7 separate regions of the Mus musculus genome follow, and regions 1, 2, 3, 5, 6 and 7 are each linked to region 4. A link is a contact called in public ChIA-PET, HiChIP or PLAC-seq and promoter capture Hi-C data. All regions are on one chromosome and are shown on one strand. Each heading gives the region's core, a stretch centred on a gene start, on an enhancer-like site or on the middle of the called end of the contact. The rest is flanking DNA. Distances are from core to core; before and after follow the strand shown. Region 1 holds the start of Afg3l1 (AFG3-like AAA ATPase 1). Region 2 holds the start of Galns (galactosamine (N-acetyl)-6-sulfate sulfatase). Region 3 overlaps Galns (galactosamine (N-acetyl)-6-sulfate sulfatase). Region 4 holds the start of 2810013P06Rik (RIKEN cDNA 2810013P06 gene). Region 5 holds the start of Cdt1 (chromatin licensing and DNA replication factor 1). Region 6 holds the start of Piezo1 (piezo-type mechanosensitive ion channel component 1). Region 7 holds the start of Gas8 (growth arrest specific 8).

Region 1 (3,601 bases), core at 262-2,761, 440 kb before region 4:
GGCGCTGATGATGCAGCTGTTGGAGTCATTTCTGTAAGTAACTCCACCAAAACTCACTAGTTCACCAGATGGACTCTACCGTGGTCTGTTGCCCGCTCCCTATCTGCCGTGGGTAATGTTTGTTCCCTAAGAGCAGTGTCACACAACACCTTTCTTTGGTCTGTTACCAGTGCTCTGTCTAGGGTGAGTGGGCACTCTGATGTCTCGCCACGAAAAGCCACCCAACCAAGTCAAAGTCCATCCAATGTACTTCTTTCACAAAGACACTGGCCCACAGCAACTCAGAACTGTCTATAACAATCACTATATGACTGATCTTCAACGGGTCACCCACCGGAACAGGATGTGCGACATGACCTGAAATGACTGTGCAATGCACAGCACTAGAAACAAACCTGAGGGCATTTTCCCGACCCACTGTGCAGCTACCTCCTCCAAACCCAGAGATTCCCCCCTACAGAGAGGGAAGCTCTTAAGCCTCAAGAAGCCCCATAAACCTTATGCTCAGAAGCTTAAAAAAAAATCCACGGGCCCCCAGACCCAAAGTTCTACAGGCAGGAAAGAACTGCTGAGGGGAGGGAGCCTCTTCAGTGGTACTGACTGTAGGTTCGCCTTGCGTTGTGACCTGTATGTGAGCCTTTCATCGATGAAACTGCTTTTGAGTCACTCCTGTTAAGTAACCTTCCCCGGTGCGGCCATATTTAATTCCAATAAGCTCACTGGTTCACAAAGCTAGAGGAATGGAATCATTTTGACCTATCGTGAGTGCCCTAGCTGGGGTAAATGGACATTTGCTCATGGACCGTTACACCACACTACTGTCATATTAAGAGGGAACAAGACCAAAACTGAATTGAGGAAGAACGGCTGTATGGCCCCTGTGATGGTAACACGCATTTATTTGAAGATGGATAATCTGCATGGATATTCCCTTTCGCCGTGGTGAGCCTCCTTACTACTGGCAGATGTACCTGTGAGGGGTGATAAAATATCTAGTAAGGCTAAACTATCTAAAAAATGAAGCATCAGTGGCGGGAATTCCATGGTGGCCATCTTTCTCTGCTTAGTATGGAGACCTACGCCTCCTTAATGAATAAAGGCTACTACCTTTTAAGTGGGGCCCTGCAATAGCTAACTGGATAATGGCTAGATCGCACCCGCTCAAGTGTTCCGATCAGCCGTAGGTAGACACTAGTGGAGTCGGAGGCAGAAATCGGGAAGACGCTGCGCCCGGCCCAGCCGCAGGCCGATGACGTCACCGCGACGCCCAGCGCGGCCCCCGCCACGCCGCCCGGAACCCGTGGCCCCAGCGCTGCCCTGCTCACCTGCAGAGCAATGCCACAGGCCCTCACGCTGCTCCAGACCGTCCCGCCGCTCCCTGCGCATCCGCCACATCGCCACAGCTTGGAGAAAGGCCAGGCCAGGGCTCGACTGCCCGCCGCCCCCACCAGCCGCAGTAACATCCCCCGGCCCTGACCTCGCGCCGCCCCCTGGGCGCGCGCACGCGCAGCAGGCGGATCATAGTGCACCACGCCCTCGGGGGCGCGCGTGCGCAGCTGGCCGCCGCATCGGCTCGGACCTCTCTTTGGGTGTCTGGTTCGCGGCCGTGCTCCTTAGGATCCTGAACCCGAGTGTCGCTTCGCGCTGCCTGACAGCTGATGGCGGATGGTCCGCGGCCAACTTGACCTAGACACCAAGGGCCTTTAGACGTATTTTAAATTTTGCATTGTCAACGACATCAATGGCTTCGGTGGGTCCTCGGGGTAACGCGGCTCACGTAATTAAATTTTGAGGCTACTTCTCCCTGGTTGAGGGTACTAGTATTACCGGTTGGAGGTGCTCCCGGTATTTTACATCCAGACTAGATGTGGTTCGAGACCTATCGTGAACAAAGGAACTGTTATTTGGTGCACGACTTGTCTCATTGATCCACGTCATAGACCCTTGTTTAATTTTACTTAACAACATTTTTATTCCTGCGGATGCGCAGGGAGCGACGGGACGGTCTGGAGCAGCGTGAGGGCCTGTGGCATTGCTCTGCGGGAGAGCACTTGGTTGGTATATAGAGTCACCCCAGTTTTGATTTGCCTGCAGTTGTGCGGACTAGCAATTTGGACTTGGCATTAGGGAGGTGTGGGTGTTCAGGATGAACCAGTTTCTGGACAGTGGGGCTGTCCACGACACACGTGGCATCTGCGTGTACTCAGATTCTACCTTGACTACATTTCAAAGGTACAGATGCCCGGGAGAAGACCATTGTCACCCATAGTGTTAGCAGTCCTTCTATGCTCCGCCCAACGGTTACCTAGCAACAAGGCCTGGCTTGCTATAAAAGGGTCTGTTCCCTCCCAACCCGACCCCTACTCCCATACCCCCCTCCATGTCTTCGCTCTCTCTGCCCCTTCTCCCCTTCTCTCTCTCAGACTTTCTTCTCTCCCTGACCCCTTTCTCCCTCTCTCCCCAACTCCTCCCTCCTTCCTCCTCTCCACGGGTTCCTGGCCAGCCTCTCCTCTCCTCTTCTCTTTTCTCTCTTTGACTGCCTCTACTCCCTTCTCAACTCCCTTCCCATGCCCCCAAATAAACTGTTCTACATTATACCTGTCCTGTGGCTGATAACTCAGGGAAAGGGATGTGCCGAGGCATCCCTCCCGCCTCACCATACCGCGCTGGAGTGGGAGATGGTGATAAAAGAAAATGAGATTTTGTATCTTGTGATTCATGTAAAAGAGTTGTCTATGAGCCCGTGGCCTGGGGCTGAGAACAAAGCAGAACAGACAGGGCTGTTGTTAAGACATTCCTAAGAACAGCTTGATTGTACAAGCAGGGCTATCTTGTCTGGGTCAACACCACCTGGCTGGAACCTCCCCTCTGTCCACTGCCCCTTGATGCCGGGTAAAGTCATACATCAACTGGTTGCTATGTGAACAAGATAAGCCCCTAGCCCACAGGAACAAAGTCCTGATGCCCTTTTGCTAACATGTAATCTTTCTGTTAATGTTTAAATAAGCCAATAGTGTGTCACTATGCTGAATTCCACACCCCTAAGCCCCTTACCCCATAAAAACCCCTAGCTTTCGAGCCTCGTGGCCGACATCCGTTATCTCCTTTGTGGGATGCATGTCGGTCCGGAGCTCCGTCATTAAACATCCTCATGTAATTACATCAAGAGATGGTCCTTCGTGATTTTTGGGTGCACACTGAATCAATCGGGAGTTGAGTGGGTGTTTCCCCACTAGGTTTTAACATTTCGGAGGTCCTACCGAGATCTGTGTGACACCCAAGAACCCCAAAGGACCCCTTGGAGTTACGTTTGCTTGTGTGAGTCTTGTATGTTGTCTGTTGTCTAAGTGTGGCACCGCTGAATTTGTGTCTTGGTTTTTCAGGTCTGAGATTGAGGGTTTGAGTCCCACCTGTGTTACCAGTTCTGGTATTCTGTATTCTGGCAGCTGCCACTGTGGACCGTAAGGACCCTAGTGGCTGTGGGAGGACGACAGTCTGGCCCCACAGGCTGCACCCCTGGAAGACGTTCCAAGGGAGACCCTGGAGGGAGTGCCCAGAGTACAGAACAGTCAGGAGGACCTGGCTGTTGCCTGGCAGAGTG
Region 2 (3,395 bases), core at 409-2,908, 430 kb after region 4:
CATCCAGAGACGTGTGCACCATGTAGTGGAACTTGAGCTCACTCTCTGTCGGAGTGCTTCGGATGTACAGAGGGTAATTCTGCAGGAAGAGATGGCAGCCCACCCAGTGAGTTCGGGCTCTAAGGGCAAAGTCAAAGCACTCGTGTGCTCTCAGCCTGACAATGACTCTCTACTGCTTAATGCACTGTGGCATGCTGCCTTCAGCGACATAACTGAACCTAAGGAAGACTGTCTGCAGAGAGTGGACTATAAAGATAAAACTGGGTGGTGTGGCACTTGCCTGACATGCACAGGGCACTAAGTCCAATTCCCAGTGCCAAAAAGAAAAGCAATATGGGACCAGAGATGTAACTCCGTAGTGGAGTGCTTGAGTCGCAGCATTAAGCCCTAGTTCTCTCACCTGTACCAGAAAGGAGGAGGAAGGGAGGGTGGAAGCAGTAGAGACAAATGCACAGGGGCAGGAAGTGAGCAGAAATGACTCCGGAATGCCAACCTGAGCACAGCCTAACAACATACCCTGACACTTCTCTTCCTAGGATCACCTCTGCCTCAACCACCAGCACACTCTGTAGTGTCATCCTAACAGCAGGGGCACTAGCTATTTCTTAACGTGCCACACTAGGGTAGTGGTCTGTTCTCAGTGCTTCGAGACATTGAATGAGTCTCCAAATCAGGACCCTTCAGCATAGATACTGGACTTCCTCCTCCTGAGTTTATCAAAGCAGCAGCTGCCTATGACATGAGTTTTGGTTTTGGTGGCCTCCTGGGGGTATAACTCCCTCTTTCATACTGACAGCTTCACAGCAGTCTAATCCCTAATGGCAGATCTCAGAAAAAGCCTAATAGGGATACAGGCTTCATGCAACAGGATATTGTGGCCCTCTGGAGCTGTCTTAGCATCCATAAACAGCTTTCCGGAAAGAAATGAATATATATGTTGGCCAGCAAGATGACAGTTGGGAATAGAGGGTACAAAGGGGAGAGGGATGCTGTCTAGAGGTTTGCAGGCCTTCACGGTGGAGTAGAAGGGTGCAAAAGACATGAAGGGGACTATCCTAAGGCAAAGAAAAGCACTTGGATTCTAGGCTGACTTGAGCCGCGCCAGGCTTATATTTAAATAGCGCCGGCTGGGCAGCCAGGGGACGGTCCGGAAGGCGGGGCAGAAAGACCGGACGCGGAAGGCAGCTGAGGCCGTGAAAAGAACGCGTAGAGCGACGGGTGGCAGGCTGCAGCGACCAGCTAAGCTTCCCGGGGGATCTCAAAACCCGGAGGCGGAGGCCTGCAAACTGGCGGCGGACGGCTGTCAGCTGTCAGCGAAAGCGAGCCGGAAGGATCCTGATCATAGGGCTTGGCTGAGGCTTGGAGCTCAGAGTTGAAAAGATCAAGACCATGGCTGGAAGGAGGCCCGCCGCCCGCCGCCCGCCGCCCGCCGCCCGCAGCCTCTCACGCACCTCCTTGGCGATCACCGCGATGCACACCGCCATATTGGCAGGCTGTGCGCCACATCATGTGACCCGATGTGGAGGCAGGCCCCGCCCATTCTCCTCCCACCGAGGCTCAGAGCCCGCCTCTCTCTACCATGGCTCCGCCCAGACTCTCAGGTCCGGCCTTGGTCCCGCCCCTTTCCCGTAAGGCCCAGCCCACTCCCTTGTCACTCAGACAGCCTAGGCCCCACCTCTCCCTCTTCTTTTCTCCGTGGCCCTGCCCCTCCTCTCATTCTGCCGCCAGGGCCCGCCCTACAGTCCAAAAGGAACCGCGGCAGGCTTGGGACTGGGTCTTGACTCCTCAGCGGGAGCTTGGTTTGCTATGGCGGCCTGTACCGCAGCCCAGCAGCTGCTGCTGGTACTGAGTGCCCTAGGACTCTTGGCCGCAGGTGCTCCGCAGCCCCCCAACATCGTGCTACTGCTCATGGACGATGTAAGTGGGGCCACGCGGCGGGGGGACACGGAAGACACAGGGCAGCCACACGGCGGATGAGCAGTGACCCGAGGGAGGCCCAGAGCCCGGTGTCACATCTTTCACTGTTTCCGCAGTGGGGGTAGGTGTTCAGGGAGGCCCTTTTCTTCCTACTTCCCCTCCCGAGAGCGGGCTGACATTCTCCTCCCCTCAACAGGTGGCCCTGCCTTGGTGCCCACCTCCAGCCTGACCTCTGGGGGAACTCTGACCACAAAGTCAGGCATAGAATGTCACCTGCGAGTGCAGCCTGTGGTCATTTATGAATTCTGCCCTGGGGCATATCTCCCTCAGTGTCCCTGTCTGAGAAATCTGTCGCCCTGAAGTGACATGAAAGCTTAGAAATCAGTCATGTAGAACACTAAGTCAGATGGAACTATCCAAACAGAACTAGATGGACTGTGCCTTCCTCGCAGTCTCAGCCTGCCAGCCCCACCTCCACCCCCACCCCCCCACCCCCAGACACACACTGTGGAGTGACATCTGTTGGCTATTGTTAGAATCAGAGTCACATCCAGTTCAGGATGATTTGAAACAAATCAGAGGCTAATACCGGCCGAGGCTAATTAATAGCCAAACCAGCCCTCTGCAGGGCCTTCAGACCTGTGCTGATCCACACTTACCTCCTCAAAAAGGGGAGAGGGATGCTGTCTAGCGATCTGTGGGCCCATCAGAATGGAGAGGTGCTATATATGTAAAATAAGTTGAATTTTAGAGACTTTTAAAAAAAGATTTATTTATTATTATAGATAAGTACACTGTCGCTGTCTTCAGACACACCAGAAGAGGGTGTCAGATCTCATTATGAGTGGATGTGAGCCACCATGTGGTTGTTGGGATTTGAACTCGTCAGTGCTCTTACCTTCTGAGCCATCTCGCCATTCCAATTTTAGAGACTTAATAGGAGAAAAAGAAAGTAAACATCCCACTTGATAAACATTAGCTTAGTAGTTTTTTATTACTAAGAAAAATACAGATCTAAAAAGTCCTGTACATAAGTCCCACCACCCAGAAGCCACTGCAGGAAACCCCTTCCAGCTTCCCGTTCTTTGTGGATGCTGACTGTTCACACAATGGATGTCTGGCTTCTCTGGCTCCTGTCCTGGTCACTAATAGCAGACTTTGCACAGTAATGAGCAGTACTGAAGATCTATATATAGAGAGAGATTTCATACATATATAGTGCCTTTCAGTATTAAGTCGTTTTAGGGCCAAATCGCACTGGCTCGGTTTGTTTGTTTCCACTGGTTTGATCCAGAAGTACTGACTACAGGCTCGTCTGTCAGTTTTCTGCTCTTTTCCAAATGACAGCCTGTGAGGAGAGGTCTTCTCTGACACTCCCTTGAGACTCCTGAAGAACGTTGAACTGATAGACTTTGGGTAACTGAGTTAAGTAAATGTGCTCTTAGCTTTCATTTTGGCGTCCTTACTTTTTGTGTTTT
Region 3 (3,569 bases), core at 3-2,502, 460 kb after region 4:
GTTGGAAAACACCTGAGATCGCCTGAACTACTCAGTTGTTATTAGCCGAACTTTGTCCTGTAAACTGCCGCTGTCCTCAGTTCTCACGGTCTGACTCAGGGTTGAGGCCCAGGTAAAGGGTGGTTGTTACAGACAAAAGGCTACAATCTGCCTCTGCTAGTGTTCGTGAGCTTCTGGTGTGAGAGAACTCCCAGGTCTTGGGCCTTCACTCCTGGATTCCTGGGGTTGTCTTTTTTTTTTTTTTTTTTTTTTTTTTTTTTGGTTTTTCGAGACAGGGCTTCTCTGTGTAGCCCTGGCTTTCCTGGAACTCACTTTGTAGACCAGGCTGGCCTTGAACTCAGAAATCTGCCTGCCTCTGCCTCCCGAGTGCCACCACACCGGGCTCCTGGGGTTGTCTTAACAAGCCTCAGGTTCTAGCTTCAGACCTAAGATGGAGGTCTCAGCTGCTACACCTGAACTTTGATCTCCCAGGAGAGTGAGCCAACCCGAGTGTCCTGTCCCTTACCACCTCTCCAAAATCAGGAGATTTCTAGCAGTCTGCCTGTCCCCATCCCGCTGTGCATCCAGAGCCAGGCCAGAGGCCTGCTCTGCGGGGAGGATGAAGTGTTACAGCAGGCTGACTTCCCGGAGGTGCCCTGAGGGCGAGCAAGGCACTCACACAACTGCAGCTGTAAGAGAAACCCTAGACCAATTAGCGGGATCTTAATTAAATAGCTTATTTGATTTGCATCCAAATTATAATTTATGAGTTCCATCTAGACCTCTCCATTAACTGTTTGGTATTTTCATGCTAATGGTTGTGGTTTCCTGCTGTGTGCTGCACAGTTTGTCCCCTGGCAGGACGCTCCAGGAGGCCTAGATTCGGGACCCACTTTGACTGTAATATAGCCCACCCTTCCAGTCCCCAACTTGTATCTCTGCAGCTCCTCACAAATGGAACTTCATAGGCTATGGCCTCCCTGCTTTATAGACTGTAAACTGCTGCACCAACCAGCTGTCCATCCCAGAAGTGTTACACAAGGTGCTGCAGACATTTCCTTAGTGAACGGCGCTGCGTGTCAAATGTATACAGACCCTACAGGAAGGTCTCCCACTGCTGAGTTGGCTGACACTAGGGCAACTGAGTCACAGCTCCTGTCTGAGACTGTTGGAGGCGTGGTTAGGGGCATTCTCCATTCCTACATCAGTCCACCCCAAGGAGTACGCAGCGAAATCTCATAGGGGAGGTCCAGGGCAAAGGGCAAGCTTGTACACACAAACGGCTGTAATGGAATCAGACTGCACCCAGGAAAGGTAGCCGCAGCAGCCAAACTATCTGAGAGGAAGCTGCAGGGACTGACTCCGTACAGCCTGAGTATGTGTTCCGCCTTCCCTCTGTACCTCTGAAGGCAGTGGTCATGATTCCACAGCCTGTGCCCTTCCCTCGAGCCTGGTCACGGCTGTTTTGTCCCTTACTTCAGCTCACGTGTTCAGCTCTGGGTCTGCGTTCTCTCAGCTTTCAAGCCAAAGGTCCCTCTTCCTGTGTCTGGTCTAGTGACTCACCCTGACTCGTCATCTTCTGAGAGGCCACTGTTCTCCTGGCCGCACACTGAAAAGGCTTTATGGCGCTCTGAGGAGCACTCCTCAAAATCAAAGCGTTAGCCGGTCCAGACGGCTTCATCTGTTTTGAGGCAGGGTCTCCTGTAGCCCAGGCTGACTTCAAACTCAAGATATTCCTACTTCTATCTCCTGAGTGCTGAGATTACAGCCTAGCTGCCCAGACTATTATGGAAAAAACTTGGGGAGCCGCCCAGAGACAGATGCTAAGCAGTTCCTCCTGAAGCTTTCCCCCATCCAGGAGGTGACCAGATCCAACCGCTCTCACGTTCACTCCCCAGGGAACACCGCAGTACCAGGCGCGAGGGATGTGTGAGCAGCTGGACTAGTAGGGCATCTCTGCTGCATGGGCTTCTGGGTCCTGGATGCCCACTTGTTCTCTGTGCCTCTCATTGCAGGGCACTGACTTCTGCCCCGGGCAGAACGTCTCAGGAGTTACAACCCACACCCAGGAAGAACACACGGAGCTACCCCTGATCTTCCACCTGGGACGGGACCCAGGGGAGAGATTCCCACTCAGGTGAGGCAGGGGCAGGGTCTCCATGCCGCAGAGGAGACACTGGCCAGACAGGCCAAAGGTGAGAACCACGTCTGGGTGCTCTGCCTTCCGTGGAGTTACCCCTCTGGTCTCACAGGAAATGGATGCCTTTGTGTGGAGATGAAGAACACAGACATGGGACCCTGGGCGCCCAACCAAGGAGGATGTAGAGCCTACTAACTCCCAGAGACCTCTATCTTCACCTCAGGCCATGGCTGCCATGCTCTCTGGGAGCTCCCCTCCTGCTTTCTCTTCCTGGTTGCCTCTCATCCCTCCCCATTCTGGGTTGAGTTCATTGACAACCCCAGCAATGGATCCTATACTCTAAGCTACCTTCAGGGATGGCCAAGGGCAGGGGTAAGCAAGTCAGCCATAGGAGACATCCATCCACACCAACTAGCCCTGGGACTGACAGGAGGGAAAGGCTGAGGGCGAGGAGATCCAAGGACTCCATCCCAGATTCTGGAGTACAGTGCTTCAGACCATGGACCCTGGAGCTGAGGGTACCTAGTGGCCTCCACTGGGCAGGAGTCTTTGAGCTCAAAAGTCACTATACCTGGCTAACCTCAACGACAAACAATGGTGGGTTAAACGGTCACTGCAGGGTTCTATCCCTGAAGGGTTCAAGAGCACCCCTCCTAGCTTTCCCTATTCGCAGTGATACTCAAAAGTCACCGCAATCTGTGACTGGCGTCACATCTATCAAAGTGTCCCCATCTCCTAACTGTCCTCAGCTGTCCCCATCTCCTAACTGTCCTCAGCTGACTCGAGCCCAATACACTCTGGCTCTCCCCGGGAGGCTAACACGGCTCCCCTGGAAGGATAGTAGGTGCCTTGGGTCCTGGAATACAAGTCCTGTGTCCATGCTACAGCATTTCTGCCAGGTTGGAAATCACAGCCTTCTGCTCAGTGACAGGCCATAACTTGCTAATGGGAGATAGAGAGGGCTTTGGGACAATAGAAAGGTCCCCGAGGCTGCTCCTACATCCTGCATGAGTACCCGTGGGTCTCCAGCACCTCGGAAGATACGCTTCTGGAAATATGGTCTTACAGATGCCATTAAGATCAAGATGACCGTGAGGGCATCCTGGATAGGAGTGGGGCATTACTCTGAGAGGAGAAAGGACACAGACGCCAAGGGGGAAAGGATGCTTAAGGAAGAGGCAGAGATAAACCAAGAAGCTGGACCAGGCAGGAAGGTGCCTCTCAGGTCCTCTAGAGGAAGTGTGGCCCTGCAGTAACCTAACTCTAAGCTTCTGGCCACCAAACGGTAGCTGAGGAGAGCTTCCTTTCCCTCCCCTAGGCAGAGACTGGTATTTCCTCAAGGCTAACTAGGACATAAATGTTGTCACAAACCAAAGGAGCTCTGGTGGCGTGGGGTGACGGGCTGCAGGGTTGATGGGCAGGGCTATTCTTTGAGATCTGTGCCTATGTG
Region 4 (3,721 bases), core at 1,084-3,583:
AGTGGGGTGATGGGCGAGCAACGAATGAGGAGCTGTCACGCCATATCAGGTGCTGAAACGTCACGCTGTGGGCTATAAAAGCGGCGCCATTTTCCCGGTTCGGGGTCTTCCTGAAGAAGTAAGCAATAAAGCTTTTGCCGTGGAAGATTCCAGTTTGTTGCGTCTTTCTTGCCGGTCAAGTGGGACGCAATACCTCCCAAGCAAAGGTGTGCGCCACCATGCCCGGCTCTAGCCCACTTTTTTAAAAAAACAAACAAAAAAATCTCTGGGCTGGGACAATGGCACAGCAGCAGGTAAAACATGAGTATTTTTAAAAAAGATTTATTAATGTATATGAGTACACTGTAGCTGTCCTCAGACACACCGGAACAGGGCATCAGAACTCACCAGAGATGGTTGTGAGCCACCATGTGGTTGCTGGGAACTGAACTCAGGACTTCTGGAAGAGCAGCTAGCGCTCGAGCCATCTCTCCAGCCCTGGAGTCTATGATCCTTGAAACATTAAAGTTCGAAGGAGAGAACTAACTCCACAAAGAGGTCCTCTGCCTTCCCACACAATATACACACAGTACACTCCAGCAGACAGCTTTTCTTTATGTAGGCGCTCATGTATTTTACAGGTTTCACATCCTCTTCGTCCCATGTTGATGAAATTGACACCATCTGTTGTTCCTGTTTACCCAGGAAAATAACCAAAAGTTGAAGTGTCCATGGTTACAAGGACAGCTACTCATCACAAAGCTGGAATTTTGAACAGGGGCAGGGCAGTTTTTATCATACCATGTCCTCTAAACTCTGTATTTGCTTCAAATAGGGAAGAAAGGTCACCTCTAAGGTCCCATCACTCCGGGATGTGCAATCCCATGATTTCATAATCTGTGCTCTGTAAAGACTTTGTTTATACAGACAAACAAAACAAAACACCCAAACCCTCTACAGAACTATTTCCAGGAAGGCCAGGGCTCCACAGAGAAAACTTGTCTCAAACAAACAAACAAAACCCCAAAAGTCAAAAACAAAACAAAACAAAGAAGTATAAATATTGATTTTAGTCACTTAGCTTTTCTGGTTCACAAATACACAGATGCTCTTTAAATAGGACAAGGCTGGAAGTTTGACTACTTAAAACTTTTTTTTTGTAGATTTTTTTCTGTGCAGAAGCGTATTTTTTTTCTGTGTATATGTATGTGTACTAGTGCATGTTTGGGGAGCCCCTAGACAATGTTAGATCTTCTAGAACAGGAGTTACAGATGCCGGGAATCGAACCCAGATCCTCTGGAAGAGCAGCCAGTGAGTGCTTTTGACCGACAGGTCATCTCCCCAGGTCCCATTTACTTTAAAAGATTTATATGTAGTCTATATGTGTGAGTACTCTACTCGGGTGTGAGTTCCTGAAAAGTCAGAAGATGTCAAGTCCTCTGAAGGTGGCTGTGAAGCTGTCTGAGGTGGGTGCCGAGAAGGGCAGCACGTGCTCTTAGCCGCCGAGCCATCTCTCCAGCCCTGGTTACTTGTTATTTTATATTTTATTATATTATGAAATTGGCTTTCACTGTGTAGCCCTAGCTGGCCCGGAACTCAGAGATCCAGCCTGCCTCTGCCTAAGTACCGGGATAAAAAGCCTATACCAACATATCAGACTCGTCACAATTACTTTATGCATTTTTCTGAGACAAAGGTTTCATGGAACTCAAATCTTGAACTCGAAATGTTCACAACAATGTACTCTGAGCTCCGGATACGCCTGTCTCGGTCACTACAGCGCTGGGATTCGAATTTTTAGCTCGTTTGCAAACCAAATCACTACTAACGCAAACCATCATTAAACTTTTTCCGCGTTCTGTAAATTCAAACAATCAGGCACATGACGATGCGACTTTGCTGCCTAGCTCTGAGGTTCGTCAACCTTTTTTTTTGTTGTTGTTGTTGTTTCATGAACCATCGCGGTGAAGTTCTGGAGCCGGGGAAGGGAGGCGGCTGAAGCGCGCGCGGTGTCTAAGGAAACCTCCGGGCAGAGTCTGGAGCTCACCACATCCCGGTTGCTAACGTGGCTCACGGGACTCGGAGCGAAGCGCAGTCCAGGAACACCTCCAGGAAAGAGCCGGATCGCGGGTGGGGGCCGAGGCCGCCTTTCTCCTTCGCGGCCATCATCCCGGCTGCCTTTGCTCCTGCAAGAGCCTCCTGCCGGCTAGAGACACACATTCTCGAAGCTCACACAGGCTCACAGGCGACACACGACCTCGCGTCCGCAGCGCAAGGCCAGCCGGTACAAGCCGGCTCCCACCTTCTGGCTCCTTCGACAACAACCTTGTTTCCAGACCGCGGCCTCATCACTTCCGGCACCGAGTAGGGCCAATCGTCGTGTCCCGTGGCAGGGAGGTCAGCCAATCCAGCGGCTTTCTCCGCCTGGGTCTCCTACGCACGGATGCCAATCATTCCCGGACGTCTCCCTAGCGCCGCCCCGTGCCTGTTACGGAAGCCGTCGGGCCGTCTGAGCCCTTTCACCCCGGCATCGCATTTCCTCTCCGACGTGACGTAAGCGGCCCCTGCCGCTCTGCGGGGCGGGCCAATGGCGGTGGCGGATACGGCGAGCCAATGGGCGGGAGGCTCTCATGCGGCCGGCGCCCGCCGCAGCCACCGCTGGGTCCTGGAGCCAGAGGCCGCCCGCGACAGAGCGCGATGGACCGAGGGCCCCAGCCGGGGAGGCGCCGCGGCGGAGTCCGCGGCCAGACGCCCCCGCAGTAGCGTCCGCGCGAGCGCCGCGGCCCCGCGTGAGCTCCTGCACGCCGAGGGCGGGCTTGCATCCCGCCGGCCCCGCACTCGCCGCAGCCTCCAGCCCGCGCGCCGACGCCGCCTTCCCGCCCGGGCCGCGCGGCCCGGGAAACGCGGCCGCGGGCTGCATGGGCAGCGCCCGCGCCCCGCCGCCGTTCCGCCGCGGAGCCGCGTCGCCCTCGGAGCCGGGTGAGAGGCGCCGGGGACCTGGGGGGTGGTGGTCGGGGAGGGCGTCGGGCGTTCCTGCGGCCTTGCGGCCTGCAGGCCTCCTCCGCTGCCCGCCGCCGCGGGTGCCCCGGGGCGGGCCGTGCGCCGCGAGAGGCCGGTCGGTGGGCCGCGGGGGTCCTGCGAGCGACCATGAGGGGCCGAGGGCGGGCTCCGAGGCCGGCCTCGGGGCGTCCCGGGGGTCGGGCGGCCGAGAGAGGCTAAGGAAGGGCTCCGGGGTGGGCTGTGGCGGCCGTGAGGACCGAGGGCGGGCCTTGAGCGAGGGTCGATGGTGCGTTAGTGGGTCCCGGGACGCTGTGAGGACGACGGCGGGCTCCCGGGAGTCCCTGGGGTCCTCAGTGGCGCGGGGCGCCGACCTCTGACCCTCGGGAGGGGCTCCGTCGCCGGGCTGGTGGTAGTTGTTATTCCCAGCGTCCCTATTATTATCGTGTTTTGAAATGGGAGCAGGCGGCCCTCGGGCTGCGAGCCGAGCCGGAGGGGGCGGGCGAGCCGGGGACCTGGAGCTGCGGGGTGCGGAGGCGCGCAGGCCCGAGTGGGGGCAGGAATGCGGGGCGGCGGGGGGCGTCTGGGGGAGGGGAAGGCGGGACTCGGGGGGGAGAGTGGGAGGAAAGCGGTGTAGGCGACGGCTGCAGGAGCAGCCTTTGGCCTCAAGGAACAATGTGAGACGTTGCCTGAAATGTTAATTTCCGTTCCTCATTTCATCATCCCCTGGCAAGGCGGTAGCTG
Region 5 (3,384 bases), core at 577-3,076, 470 kb after region 4:
CACCAGACCACAGGGTAGGAGAGGACACTGTGACCCAGAACCCCAAAACTACCCATTTGCAAAGTCCCCACAGATCTAATGCTACCTGAGGGCAGCATCAGAAAGAGATGAGAAACCTGCTCCACACACTAGCTCTGCACCCTCAGCTTGGAGAGGCAGACAGTCACAGACAGGCACAGGGGTTCACAGTACTTAGAACAAGCCACGTGCAGGAGGAGTTGACAATGTCCTTTTCAAGTGAGGGACAAGGGCATAGTGGTAGGGAGGAGACTGAGGTACGGTTTAGGCCATCCACCCACTCAGACCCCACAGCGCCTCCCAAAGGTCTGTCCTCGCCTTAACCTTGTGGCCCCACTAGGACTCACCATGGTTGCTCTGTGGGCACCTTGGCATCTGGGGTACTAGGCTCCACAGCATTCTCTTGGACTCGGGCTCTCAGGGCCCGTGCCTGGGCTCCCAACTTCCGTGCCCGCCTCAGGCAGGACTGGAGCTCAGAGACGGAGTCCTCTGAGGGGATCTGGGGACATAGGCACTGTCAGTTCTGCAAATTCCGCATGCCCCTGCCCACAGCCCACCCTCAGTCCAGCCTTCTTACCTTGCCCGGCTGTTGACCAACATAAACAGTTGTACTCTTTGTTCGCTTGACGGGGGATGGGCAAACGGGGGAGCCAGGGTCAGCTGGAGGGCTAGGGTCAGCTGGAGGGCTGGGCTCAGCTGGGGAACTGGGCTCAGGCAGAGAACTGGGGCAGGAGTCCTGGCGATTAAGAAGGCACAGAACAATAAACTGGGGGTGGGAAGGGGTACCTGCTCCCTGCTGAGCCAGAACTAGGGTATCAGTTCACTCGACTCGGAGGGCAGGAGTCAGGCGCTAGGGGGTGCCTGTCTATGGAGATGCTTGATGAAGCAGTTAGGAAAGATCCACCTGGTCTGTCCAGTCTTGAAGCAGCTCGCAGGCCTGGCCCTCCAGGGCCCTCTCTCCATTTCAGGAACTCCAGCTCAATTCTTTTTTTTTTAAAGGTTTATTTGTTTATTTATATGTATATGAATACACTGTAGCTGTATTGATGGTTGTGAGCTGTCATGTGGTTGCTGGGAATTTGAATTTAGGATCTCTGTTTGCTCTGGTTGACCTCTCTCACTTCAGCTTGGCCCTGCTCACTCCTACTTAAAGATTTATTTATTATTATATGTAAGTACACGGTAGCTGTCTTCAGACACCCTAGAAGAGGGCATCAGATCTCACTACAGATGGCTGTGAGCCACCATGTGGTTGCTGGGATTTGAACTCAGGACCTTCGGAAGAGCAGTCAGTGCTCTTAACCGCTGAGCCATCTCTCCAGCCCTCAATTCTTTGCATAACCCCCACACCACCACAATTCACCCCCGCCAGCTGCGGCCTCCCCGGAAGCCCAGGTACCCTCTGCCTACGTCAGCAATGCCCTGGGGAGAGGAAAAAGCGCCCAGCCTGCTCGCGACTCTATTCCTCCAGTCCTCTGCCTCGGCGCCCGAGAACCTGGTTCTCTTGTCCTAACCAAGGGTCCTCTGGGGGGACTCCCGCGCGCTCCTTACCAATCCAGGCAGCCGTAACCTCCGGCGCGCGAGCGGCGCGGGCTGGTCACTCCCGGGTTCGGCTGGGGGCCGGGCGCGCTTGCGGCTGCTGCTCCGGGTGAACGCAGGAGCCACGAGGCCACCAGGGCTCGGGGTGAGACAGATCGACTTGGCCCGCGGAGTCGTAAGGCCAGGGCGACGGCACGCATAGAAATCGGTAACACGACTTTGCGCCATGGCGCCAAAAAGGTAGTTCCCGCGGATTCCGCGCAACTTTCGCGGCTTCAGCCTCGCCCCGCCCAGGCCGTACCACCACGCACAGTTCTGGGAGGGGGGAAATGTGCGCGCTCCGGGGCATGCGCGCTAGTAGGCACCAAGAGACGCATGCGCCATGCCGGGCCACCACCCCCGCGGCAGCTTTGGATTGAGGACCGAGAATGGGAGCGGCCGGGGCTGGAGGGTTGGGGGCAGGAGACTATTTGACTCCTGTGCGCTGGCGCGCTGGCGTGCAGCGTAGTACATCCGCGATCCGCGTGGTTTCCGCGGGCTGCGGGGCTGTGGTGCGTAAGGTTCTCAAAGCCACTTGGCGCGCGGTGTGGACAGCGGCGGCTGCGGCCCTGACAGCTCTTGGCCCAGCAAAGAGGCAATCACGTGAAAGGAGACACTTCTGCTCCTGTTGTTCCCATTTACAAAATACTAGCCCGGTCTCCAAGGCTAGCCAAGTAGCTGGGTCTGAGTCACACGCAACTGCTGAGTGTCCGGTCCCATGAGCGAGATGAGTACCCAGGACGACTCATGCCGCCGAACCGGCTCCAAAAGCATCTCATTTTCCTAGCCACATCCGGGCTAAGGACTGCAGAGGTTGGAGTTACGCCTTGGCAGGAAGCGGCCTAGAAGCATGGGAAAATTCAGAGAGGCCACGCAGGTCTGCTTTCCTCATCAGATGGCAGTCACCCACCCAATGCTCCCAACTCCTGGAGGAAGTGGCCATGCAGACAGTATGATCATTTTGGGCAAAGGTGGCTCTCATGAGGGTGAGGGGACAGTGGAGAAGCAGGAACTGGGAAACCTGGATAGCAGCTGTAAGCACACGCTGCACCGAAGGAGATTTCTCAGGAAGTGGGATCATGCACAGTCCAGCGCATCAGGCTAAACTGCATCTGCAGCTGTGAAGTAAAGGACCAAGATTTAGAAGTTTGGAGACTTGGTTGCTCCTACCTCCTGAGTGTACTACACCCTGGAGCCTCATGGCCAGCCATAGTAACCATTCTACATCCCTGCCAAGTTGGCCTTTGGGAGGGCACAGCCTTGGAACCCTGCGGGAATTCTTGGTTTGGCCCAGTGACAAGACAAAGCCAGCTGCCTCCTGATCGAAGCTGATTAGATAAGTGACACATGGCTGAGCTAATCCGATGTTCTAGGATCAGAGAGTGCTCTGGTATACTAGTGATCCCCCATAATGTAAGACAGCAAGCAAACAGGAAGTTCCAGAGGCATCAAGCCTAACACAGCCGCTTGAGCGTTTGGGAATAGAGTCCCTTTCTTTGATATTTGCAGCCATGAGGAATGCGGCCCATGCCTCTGGGCATGCCCATGAGGGATTTTCTAGTTGAGGCTAATTAAAGTGGGAAGACACACCCTAATTTGGATGCCACTATTCCATGGGCTGGGAATTAATTTCCCTGACTGAAATTAATAAAAAAGGAGAAAAGGCATAGGTGTGGAAACCTGGTAGCTCACACGTGTGACTGTAGCACTTCAGAGGCTTAGGGAGGAGACTCAAGTTCTACTCTGGTCTGGGAATACATGAAACCCTGTCAAATGACTTTGAACTAG
Region 6 (3,415 bases), core at 697-3,196, 490 kb after region 4:
GGTTTCTCTATATAGTCTTGGCTGCCCTGGAACTCACTTTGTAGACCAGGCTGGCCTCGAACTCAGAAATCCACCTGTCTCTGCCTCCCAAGTGCTGGGATTAAAGGCGTGTGCCACCACTGTCCTGGTCTGTTTTGTGAGTTTTTTTTGACCTAGGTAATGCTTGTGTGTGACTGACCAGGATATCAAAAGGAAGGAGGCTTGCTTGCATGCCAAGACTGCATACTTGCTGTGGCGGGCAAGGGTGGCGCCAGTTTTTCAATGGTAACATTGTATCTTAGAAGCTGCTCCCACAATTCAGGGAGTCTTCAGATGCTCTTTAAACTGCTACAACACTGTAGGATACAGTTTAGTTTTTTTGAGAGTTCCCCTGTTTGTTCCTTTCTGTTTTTACCCTACAACTACTTCAATGGTTGTGAGACATAAACATTTCAGTTCCTTTGGGACAGTGGTTCTCAACCTTCCTAATATTGCTTAATTAATTTCTAATATTGCTTATTTATTTATTATTAATTATTTTTATTTATTATTAATTAATAATTAATTAATTAATATTCCTTAAGACACTTCATGTTGTGGTGACCCTTGACCATAAAATTATTTTGTTGCTATAACTATAATTTTGCTACTTCTTTTTTTTTTTTTTTTTTTTTTTTGAGACAGGGTTTCTCTGTGTAGCCCTGGCTGTCCTGGAACTCACTTTGTAGACCAGGCTGGCCTCGAACTCAGAAATCTGCCTGCCTCTGCCTCCCGAGGGCTGGGATTAAAGGCCACGCCCGGCCTATAATTTTGCTACTCTTATGAATCATAATGTAAATAGCTGTTATGTAGGATATCTATTATGCAACCCCTATGAAAGGGTCGTTCAAGGCCCATAGCTGTCACGACCCACAGGTTGAGAACTGCTGCTCAAGGAGCAGGTCTGAATGAATTTCTGAACCTTCCCGTGTCTTAGCAGCACCCCTTCAGAGTCAGACTAGAGGTGAGTCTTGGAGACCAAGCTAGGCAGTTTAAATACTATATGTCCAGGGAAAGCCTGCATTTCTGGTGGTTCTGGAAAATTGAAGGTTCTGAAGTGTGATTGACTTTAGCCTGCTGGTGCCTTGAGGCTCAAAAGGGTCACATCATCACCGCTCCCGGTTAAGCCTCTGCCCCTAATGCTACTCATTTCCCAGTGCATCCTGAACTTGGTCCAACTGTGCCGTTCTTGACCCCTTTTCATTTCGTCTTTCCTATCCACCTTAATACGGAAGACTGAGCCAAACCAAGGCGGCTTGGGTGAGGTACCGGGCACGTGCCGGACTCAGACCTTGTCTGGCCACCAATGGGACAGCAGGTGCTCTGTCAGCTTTTGCTACTGTCTGTAGCACACTGACTAAAGCCAAGCCACACAGTGGGGGCAGGTGTGACTGGAAGCAGTCCCAAAGCCCCAACGCAGACCACAGTGGGATGCAGCTGTCTGATGCCACAGCAGTAAGGTGTCTCTCCACCCCAACCACCAAGGCCTAGCCAGCGTGGCCGCCAGTGCCACAGTTAGGGACTCTGACAGCCCCCAGAGGGCGCTGCGCCATCACGGCTTGGGGAACAAAGCGAAAGTTGCTCCAACCACGAGGGGCGCAGTTGCGCGTGGGTACTAAGTGGGTCAGGTCTTTGGGAGTCTTCTTGTATTGCCCCCACCCCGGGTCCCAGGCCCCGGAGCCCCAGGGAGAAGCGCCCCACGGGCACAGTGCGAGTAACTGCGCTGGGCTGAAGGAGGGTTTGGGGGGCGCGCGGGTCGAGGTCTCCGGGTCACCGGCACCAGCCAGGCTAGTAGGGCCGGCGCTCGAGCAGACTGCGCTGGGCAGCGAGGGGGTGCCTGGGCGCGCCTGGCCGTCGGGGGAAGCGCGGAGGCGGGCACTCCAGGGAGGGCGGGGGCCGAGCTTATAAAGGCCCGCAGGCGGGAGCAGGGAGAGAGCCGCCGCGTCGCCGTCCGGCCCAGCTCGGCCTCCACGAGCCGCCGTGAGTTCCGAGCCGGGCGGGCTGACAACCCAGCGTGCGCGGGATCCGGCCGTCGGGAACCAGAGGGCGCGGCCGGGCCGGCCGGCGACCCGAGATCGAGGCCGGCGGGAGGTCACAGCAGCCGCGCGCCGCACGTGCGGAGACCCGCCCAGAGTGCCATGGCGCGCGGTTCCTCCGGCCCTCGCACCTCCCTTTAGCCACGGCGGCGCGACCCCGGGCGGTCCCCCGGCCGCGGGGCATGGAGCCGCACGTGCTGGGCGCCGGGCTCTACTGGCTGTTGCTGCCCTGCACGCTCCTGGCGGGTGAGTGGAGGGCGCGGGCGGGAAGGCTGCGTCCGCGTCCCCCTGCGCCGCGCCGCCCCGGCGGGCGAGCATAGGCGAGGAGATTCCGCGGGACTCGCGGCCCAGGGCGCTCGCATTCCAGAGGCGTGAGCGCGCTGGCGGCCTCGGCGGGCCCGGCCCGGGCACCGAGTGGAAAGCACGGCAGGCAACGGCGAGGCGCGGGTCCGCGAGAGCCCCAGATAGCGCTGGGCGTCTCCACGCGGGCTGGGAGGAGAGGCCCGGGCAAGGGGCTGTTAGTGTCTGAGCTGTGAGGGGAGCGCGACTTTCTATTCTCTTTCGTAGTTAAGAAAAAAGAAAGAAAGAAAGAAAAAAATCAAACTTGCATCATGACTTCCTGACCAATCTGGGAGAAGGTGGCGTTCTGCCTGGAGCTTTTCAAGTCAGAAATTTCCTACCAGAACTAATGTTCCAGCCCTAGGCGCAGTTCTTAGTCTCAGTTCCGAGGTTGTCTGTCCAATGCTAAGCTCCTGTCTTCCTTGTGCCCTACTTGGTTACCTTCCAGAGGGACTGGGGCACAGGGCGCCCCAGGAGGCTCTGCCTGATGTCAGAACTGGAGATCCCCTACCTTGGCATACGTCCCTTTCTTGCAAAGAGCTTCTCTCTTTTGGTGTCATAGGTGCTGGGCTCCATTGCCGCCCTCCCAGCCTCACCCAGGGCACCTTGCCCAGCTGCTCACCCCCTTACACCTCCTGAAGCAGTCAGCACCCCTCCACATGTGACCTTCCTCGGGGTCTGATTAAATTAGCCCACAGAGAGTCAGTGTACCCACTGTGAAAGTTGGTCTGCCTCGTGGAAGTCCATCTGTTGGAGGTGGGGGGGTTGTGCGTGATTCCCTCCATCTCTCCACGGACACTGCTTGTGCACCCTGTTTCAGGAACAGGCTCCGGGGGGTGTCAGGCAACCCGGGCAATGACTTCCACACAGGCCAAGTTTTGATTTGTAGGACCAAAATGTGGTGAGACCGGGGTGGGGGGGTGGGGGGGATTTTTCAAGGCAGGAATCAATGAAAACCATTGAGCTCTGAAAGGAGGGGCCAGCGGATACTGTCCTCAGCTCAGCCCGGACTTAGGAGAGCC
Region 7 (3,618 bases), core at 867-3,366, 480 kb before region 4:
TGCACAAAGTTTAAAAATACCTATCATATTCGAGGGGTGGGGGGACGCCTTCCAGGTTCCTATTACAAAGTGTCCTCACATGGATACACTGCATTTAAAAGTATGTCATGCCAGGTGAAGTGAGGAAACTACGGGCACGGGATAGACACGTTACGTTTGGACAGACTGAGAGTAGACAGACACACAGATAAGAGTTTCGCCAGCACATCTGCAGCGGTGCCTACCCCACCCTTGAGCCAGGCTCCAAGGGCTGTGCTCACCTGCTCCTTGGTCATGTCCTCTGGTGCGACGCCATCAACAATCGCGGTCCCTTTGGCTTTCCCCTTCTTCCCTTTCTTTTTGGGTGCCTTTGTGTGAAGAAGAGAGGACTGAGTTAAGTACAGGACAACTCTATCTCAGGGTGTCCCTCCTTGATGGACTGACTGCTCACATGGTCAGCTCTACCTCAGGGTGTCCCTCTTTGACTGACTCGGTTCACACAGGCATAAGGGGAAGGAATGCCTGTTTAGAATCTTGACCTTGACTGTTCACACAGTGCTGACTGGAACATTTACCTAGGGGGTATCATTATACTGATCCCTCCCCCCCATTAATATACCAGAGGTGGGGAGGGAGAGAGATCTCATTTGGAGAAGCACTAAGGGGGAAGGGAAGGAGAAAGAAAACACTTCAAACCCATTCACTCCTGGATGTAGGACAAGAATTTCTTTGTTACGGTTAAAAACATTCTTTTGGAGAGATGGCTCAGAGGTTAAGAGCACTGACTGCTCTTCCAGAGGTCCTGAGTTCAATTCCCAGCAACCACATGGTGGCTCACAACCATCTGTAATGGGGTCTGATGCCCTCTTCTGGTGTGTTGGAGGACAGCAGCAGTGTACTCACATATATAAAACAAATCTTACATTAAAAAAAAAAAAAGAAAAACTTATGGGGGGGTGGAGAAGGGGTGTTTTGGGAAAGGCAGCATTTGAGGAGGTAGTGTGGAAACCTAAAAGATAAAAAGAAAAACTTATCTGGGCTTTAAAAAGGAGGGATACACACACACACACACCCGCCCCACCCCACAAGTATACTGGCAACCACGCTTCATAGCCACCACAGAGACACAGAAGACCCTCATCAGCAAGGACCGAGAATAAGCCTTTTGGAGAGACCTCACAGCAATGACCGAATCTGAGGCTTCCTGACTCGTGTCTGCCATTATGAACCCACTTCAGGGAACTCTGGTCTTGAGCACACCGCACACACTGTGTCTGTCTGCAGATGTTCCCAGCAGACACTGCTCACAGGGCCTGCTTTATTCTAGCAGCCTTGACAAGGCCATAAATGCTTGGCGGGAAGATTAAGCAGCAGTTAATATCGGCCATAGTTCCAGGCAGGCAGACGCAGGAAGATGCCACCCCACCAGCTAATGACCCATGCCCTAGCACATCTGCCAAGACACTGCACTACTGACAGCATCTATCTCCTGGGTGGGGCGGGGCATTATGTGAGAAAAATAAAGGAGACAGGGGGCTTCGGCCTTCTTCTTCTCAGGAGCCTGAGATACCCAAGGTGTGTATCCCTGGTCACTCCATGACACTCTGCCCTTGGTAGGGAGGCCTCCGGCCACATGGTACACGCTAGGTTTTCCACCTCCGAGTTCTCGGGGTTTCTCCTGTGCCGGATTCTGCGCCCTGTGGACACTTAATTGACCCCTGAGCCCTTAAGTACTGGTCCCAAGGATCTGACGGACTCAGCTTCTGATTTCTGGACGCCTTGCACACTGGACTCTCAGTCTAGCCAGTGTGATGATCATCCCAGAGAACCTGAATGCAGGCCCCGGCCTCCTGGCCTCCCCAACCGGGACCACACGGAAGAACTGCGCCCAGCTCTCCATTCTAGTAATCCAAAATTGCAGGCCCTCCCAGTCCCGGGGACCCGACCCTCTCCACATTTCTGCACGAAAGCCTCCCAGGTTCTCTGTGCACTGGACACTCCGAGCACAGGCCGACTCACCATGGTGCCAGCAGTCCAGCACTTCCACTAATCCGGGATGGGCGCTGGTCAGAGGAGGCTGCGCGGTCTCCTGGCAACTCCGACTAGATCCCGTGCTGGTTCTCAAATCCTCGCGAGACTATCCTCCAGTTCTCCCCTCCCACCCACCCCCGCCCTAAGGGACCTGGGCAACCGGGAGTGCGTCCCTAACAACGCGCCAGAAGAGCTAGTGTTGCCCTCGGTGTATTGCTGGTCTCTCTCCCACTACAACTTGGGCTACAGAAGAAACCTATTGTGGTTCCTCGGGTTCTCCAGAGTCTACATGGCGGGCGCTCACAAGGAGGAACGGATAAAGAGAAAAGTCTGAATGATTAATCTGCCTCCCAAGCCAAGTTCCCAAATTGGATGCAAATATTGAGCTAAGAGCCCGCTCCTGCGGCCCATCCACCTTGCCCTGCTTGTGAAAATTCCTTCCACATGCTGCTCTGATGAGACTGAACGTGTAAAGCTGGGCTTCCAGAAAGAAAAACGCTAAGGGTGTTATGCCTGCGACCACTGGGGAAGCTGAGAGGAAGACTGCATGCGTTGGAAGCTAGCCTGGGCTACATACCAAAAACCCTGTCTCAAAAAAAAAAAAAAAAAAAAAAAAAAAAAAAAGAAAAAAATGCTGGAGAGATGGCTCAGCGGGTAAGAGCACTGACTGCTCTTCTGAAGGTAGAACCACCCATAATGAGACCTGACGCCCTCTTCTGATGCGTCTGAAGTCAGCTACAGTGTATTTATTTATAATAATAAATAAGCGAGTTGATTGGAGTTGCTTGGAGCAGGGCTGCACCCTGCATAACAACCACATAAAGGCTCACAACCATCTGTACAGCTGCAGTGTATGCACATACATAAAAAGAAAGAGAAACAAAACAAAAGCAAAACAACAACAAAGTGGCTTAGCAGGACAGGGTAAAACAGAAACAGAAGGGACAGCAGGTTATGCTCCTCTGCCTGCTCTGAGGATGAAGATTCCACACCCATAAGTGGATGCAGCAGGAGAGAAAGATTGCTCAGTGGTGGGGATCTGAGGCTCCTAGCAATGAGACTCCCCTGTTTGCTAACCCAACCTCCCAGTGTCCCCTCTCCCAGATTCTTGAAGAATGGCCCGCTGGAAGAACAACACCGGATCCTTGTGAGCATTCTAACAGTGGCTTATTTGTAGTAAATCTTAACAAAAGTCCAACATAGCCGCCACGCTGTTTGCTGTCAGTGAACTTTAAGGCGAGCCCCACTCGCCTGGGAAACTCAAAAGCAGCACCTAGAAGCACCTGAGCACAGTTAGGTCAGCTGTCGAATGCTGTCAGCCGAGAGCTCAGATTGTCAGCCGGAACATACACAGGTGGACTCCGGGTAGCCTGTTTTTTACGGGAGCCTTCCAAGAAAGCTGGATTTCTTTCCTAAAGACCTAGCCTTGGGAGTTGCACTGTCTCACATCTCCCACACTCTACTAGCCAGTGCAGTCACAGGCTCCAACAGCACTGCAGCTAAAAGATCCTGATGGTACGGTTCTGGAAGAAATGGTTCCAGCAGTTTTGGCTTGTTTGTTGAGGCGGAGTCCATGTAGCCAAGGCTGACCTCAAAGCCAGACCATCA

Evidence for each region. Promoter capture Hi-C pulls out the DNA fragments that hold promoters and counts their contacts. HiChIP or PLAC-seq counts read pairs in DNA pulled down with a chosen protein or histone mark. ChIA-PET counts read pairs in DNA pulled down with a chosen protein or histone mark.
Region 1: a contact with region 4 is called in an RNA polymerase II ChIA-PET map of memory CD8 T cells, with 19 read pairs. The contact joins the promoter of Afg3l1 here to the promoter of 2810013P06Rik in region 4. A contact is called at or near these places in 4 of 115 datasets of contacts at active chromatin or transcription factors (embryonic stem cells, extraembryonic endoderm stem cells, memory CD8 T cells and 1 more).
Region 2: a contact with region 4 is called in a promoter capture Hi-C map of pre-B cells, with 7 times the contacts expected there. The contact joins the promoter of Galns here to the promoter of 2810013P06Rik in region 4. A contact is called at or near these places in 19 of 39 promoter capture datasets (the 3T3-L1 cell line, 3T3-L1-derived adipocytes, the C10 cell line and 13 more), 7 of 484 Hi-C or Micro-C datasets (cardiomyocytes, cerebellar granule neurons, cerebellum and 3 more), 11 of 115 datasets of contacts at active chromatin or transcription factors (SST interneurons, bone marrow-derived macrophages, cardiomyocytes and 8 more) and 4 of 9 other capture datasets (adipose tissue, embryonic stem cells, liver and 1 more).
Region 3: a CTCF HiChIP or PLAC-seq map of the NIH/3T3 cell line shows a contact between it and region 4, with 5 read pairs. The contact joins the enhancer-like site here to the promoter of 2810013P06Rik in region 4. A contact is called at or near these places in 6 of 39 promoter capture datasets (cranial neural crest, embryonic stem cells, hippocampal neurons and 3 more), 1 of 15 datasets of contacts at CTCF or cohesin (the NIH/3T3 cell line), 1 of 484 Hi-C or Micro-C datasets (embryonic stem cells), 8 of 115 datasets of contacts at active chromatin or transcription factors (the 230-238 cell line, cardiomyocytes, embryonic forebrain and 5 more) and 2 of 9 other capture datasets (adipose tissue and liver).
Region 5: a contact with region 4 is called in a FOXA1 HiChIP or PLAC-seq map of pancreatic cancer cells. The contact joins the promoter of Cdt1 here to the promoter of 2810013P06Rik in region 4. A contact is called at or near these places in 5 of 39 promoter capture datasets (embryonic stem cells, liver, pre-B cells and 1 more), 2 of 484 Hi-C or Micro-C datasets (both in embryonic stem cells), 12 of 115 datasets of contacts at active chromatin or transcription factors (the 230-238 cell line, cardiomyocytes, embryonic forebrain and 6 more) and 2 of 9 other capture datasets (adipose tissue and liver).
Region 6: an RNA polymerase II ChIA-PET map of memory CD8 T cells shows a contact between it and region 4, with 639 read pairs. The contact joins the promoter of Piezo1 here to the promoter of 2810013P06Rik in region 4. A contact is called at or near these places in 9 of 39 promoter capture datasets (the C10 cell line, cranial neural crest, embryonic stem cells and 5 more), 1 of 484 Hi-C or Micro-C datasets (embryonic stem cells), 6 of 115 datasets of contacts at active chromatin or transcription factors (double positive thymocytes, embryonic stem cells, extraembryonic endoderm stem cells and 2 more) and 1 of 9 other capture datasets (liver).
Region 7: an H3K27ac HiChIP or PLAC-seq map of microglia shows a contact between it and region 4, with 5 times the contacts expected there. The contact joins the promoter of Gas8 here to the promoter of 2810013P06Rik in region 4. A contact is called at or near these places in 4 of 115 datasets of contacts at active chromatin or transcription factors (bone marrow-derived macrophages, epiblast stem cells, memory CD8 T cells and 1 more).

The regions. Positions count from the first base shown.
Region 1 is chr8:123,475,772-123,479,372 of GRCm38.p6, reverse strand. It overlaps Afg3l1 (AFG3-like AAA ATPase 1), which reads right to left and starts at 1,511. Exons shown (of 17, transcript NM_054070.3): 1 at 1,326-1,511. The coding sequence starts at 1,463.
Region 2 is chr8:122,609,750-122,613,144 of GRCm38.p6, reverse strand. Galns (galactosamine (N-acetyl)-6-sulfate sulfatase) reads left to right here and starts at 1,658. Exons shown (of 14, transcript NM_016722.4): 1 at 1,658-1,917. The coding sequence starts at 1,807. It overlaps Trappc2l (trafficking protein particle complex 2-like), which reads right to left and starts at 1,519. Exons shown (of 5, transcript NM_021502.2): 1 at 1,452-1,519; 2 at 1-79. The coding sequence starts at 1,484.
Region 3 is chr8:122,583,459-122,587,027 of GRCm38.p6, reverse strand. Galns (galactosamine (N-acetyl)-6-sulfate sulfatase) reads left to right here. Exons shown (of 14, transcript NM_016722.4): 12 at 1,995-2,116. It also overlaps the pseudogene Gm34962. Among named protein-coding and RNA genes, the nearest start is that of Aprt, 8.3 kb to the right of the region's middle. Within about 2 kb of position 1,252, at least 95 of the 459 cell types and tissues checked have an H3K27ac peak or open chromatin away from gene starts, as enhancers often do. A contact at or near this core is called in the NIH/3T3 cell line, pancreatic cancer cells and trophoblast stem cells, where this site is marked.
Region 4 is chr8:123,041,187-123,044,907 of GRCm38.p6, reverse strand. It overlaps 2810013P06Rik (RIKEN cDNA 2810013P06 gene), which reads right to left and starts at 2,333. Exons shown (of 1, transcript NR_045268.1): 1 at 306-2,333. Ankrd11 (ankyrin repeat domain 11) reads left to right here and starts at 2,624. Exons shown (of 13, transcript NM_001081379.2): 1 at 2,624-2,959.
Region 5 is chr8:122,566,457-122,569,840 of GRCm38.p6, reverse strand. It overlaps Cdt1 (chromatin licensing and DNA replication factor 1), which reads right to left and starts at 1,826. Exons shown (of 10, transcript NM_026014.3): 1 at 1,570-1,826; 2 at 596-754; 3 at 366-517. The coding sequence starts at 1,785.
Region 6 is chr8:122,549,860-122,553,274 of GRCm38.p6, reverse strand. It overlaps Piezo1 (piezo-type mechanosensitive ion channel component 1), which reads left to right and starts at 1,946. Exons shown (of 51, transcript NM_001357349.1): 1 at 1,946-2,300. The coding sequence starts at 2,237.
Region 7 is chr8:123,517,333-123,520,950 of GRCm38.p6, reverse strand. It overlaps Gas8 (growth arrest specific 8), which reads right to left and starts at 2,116. Exons shown (of 11, transcript NM_018855.2): 1 at 1,999-2,116; 2 at 261-347. The coding sequence starts at 2,001. It also overlaps a transcript of Dbndd1 not described here.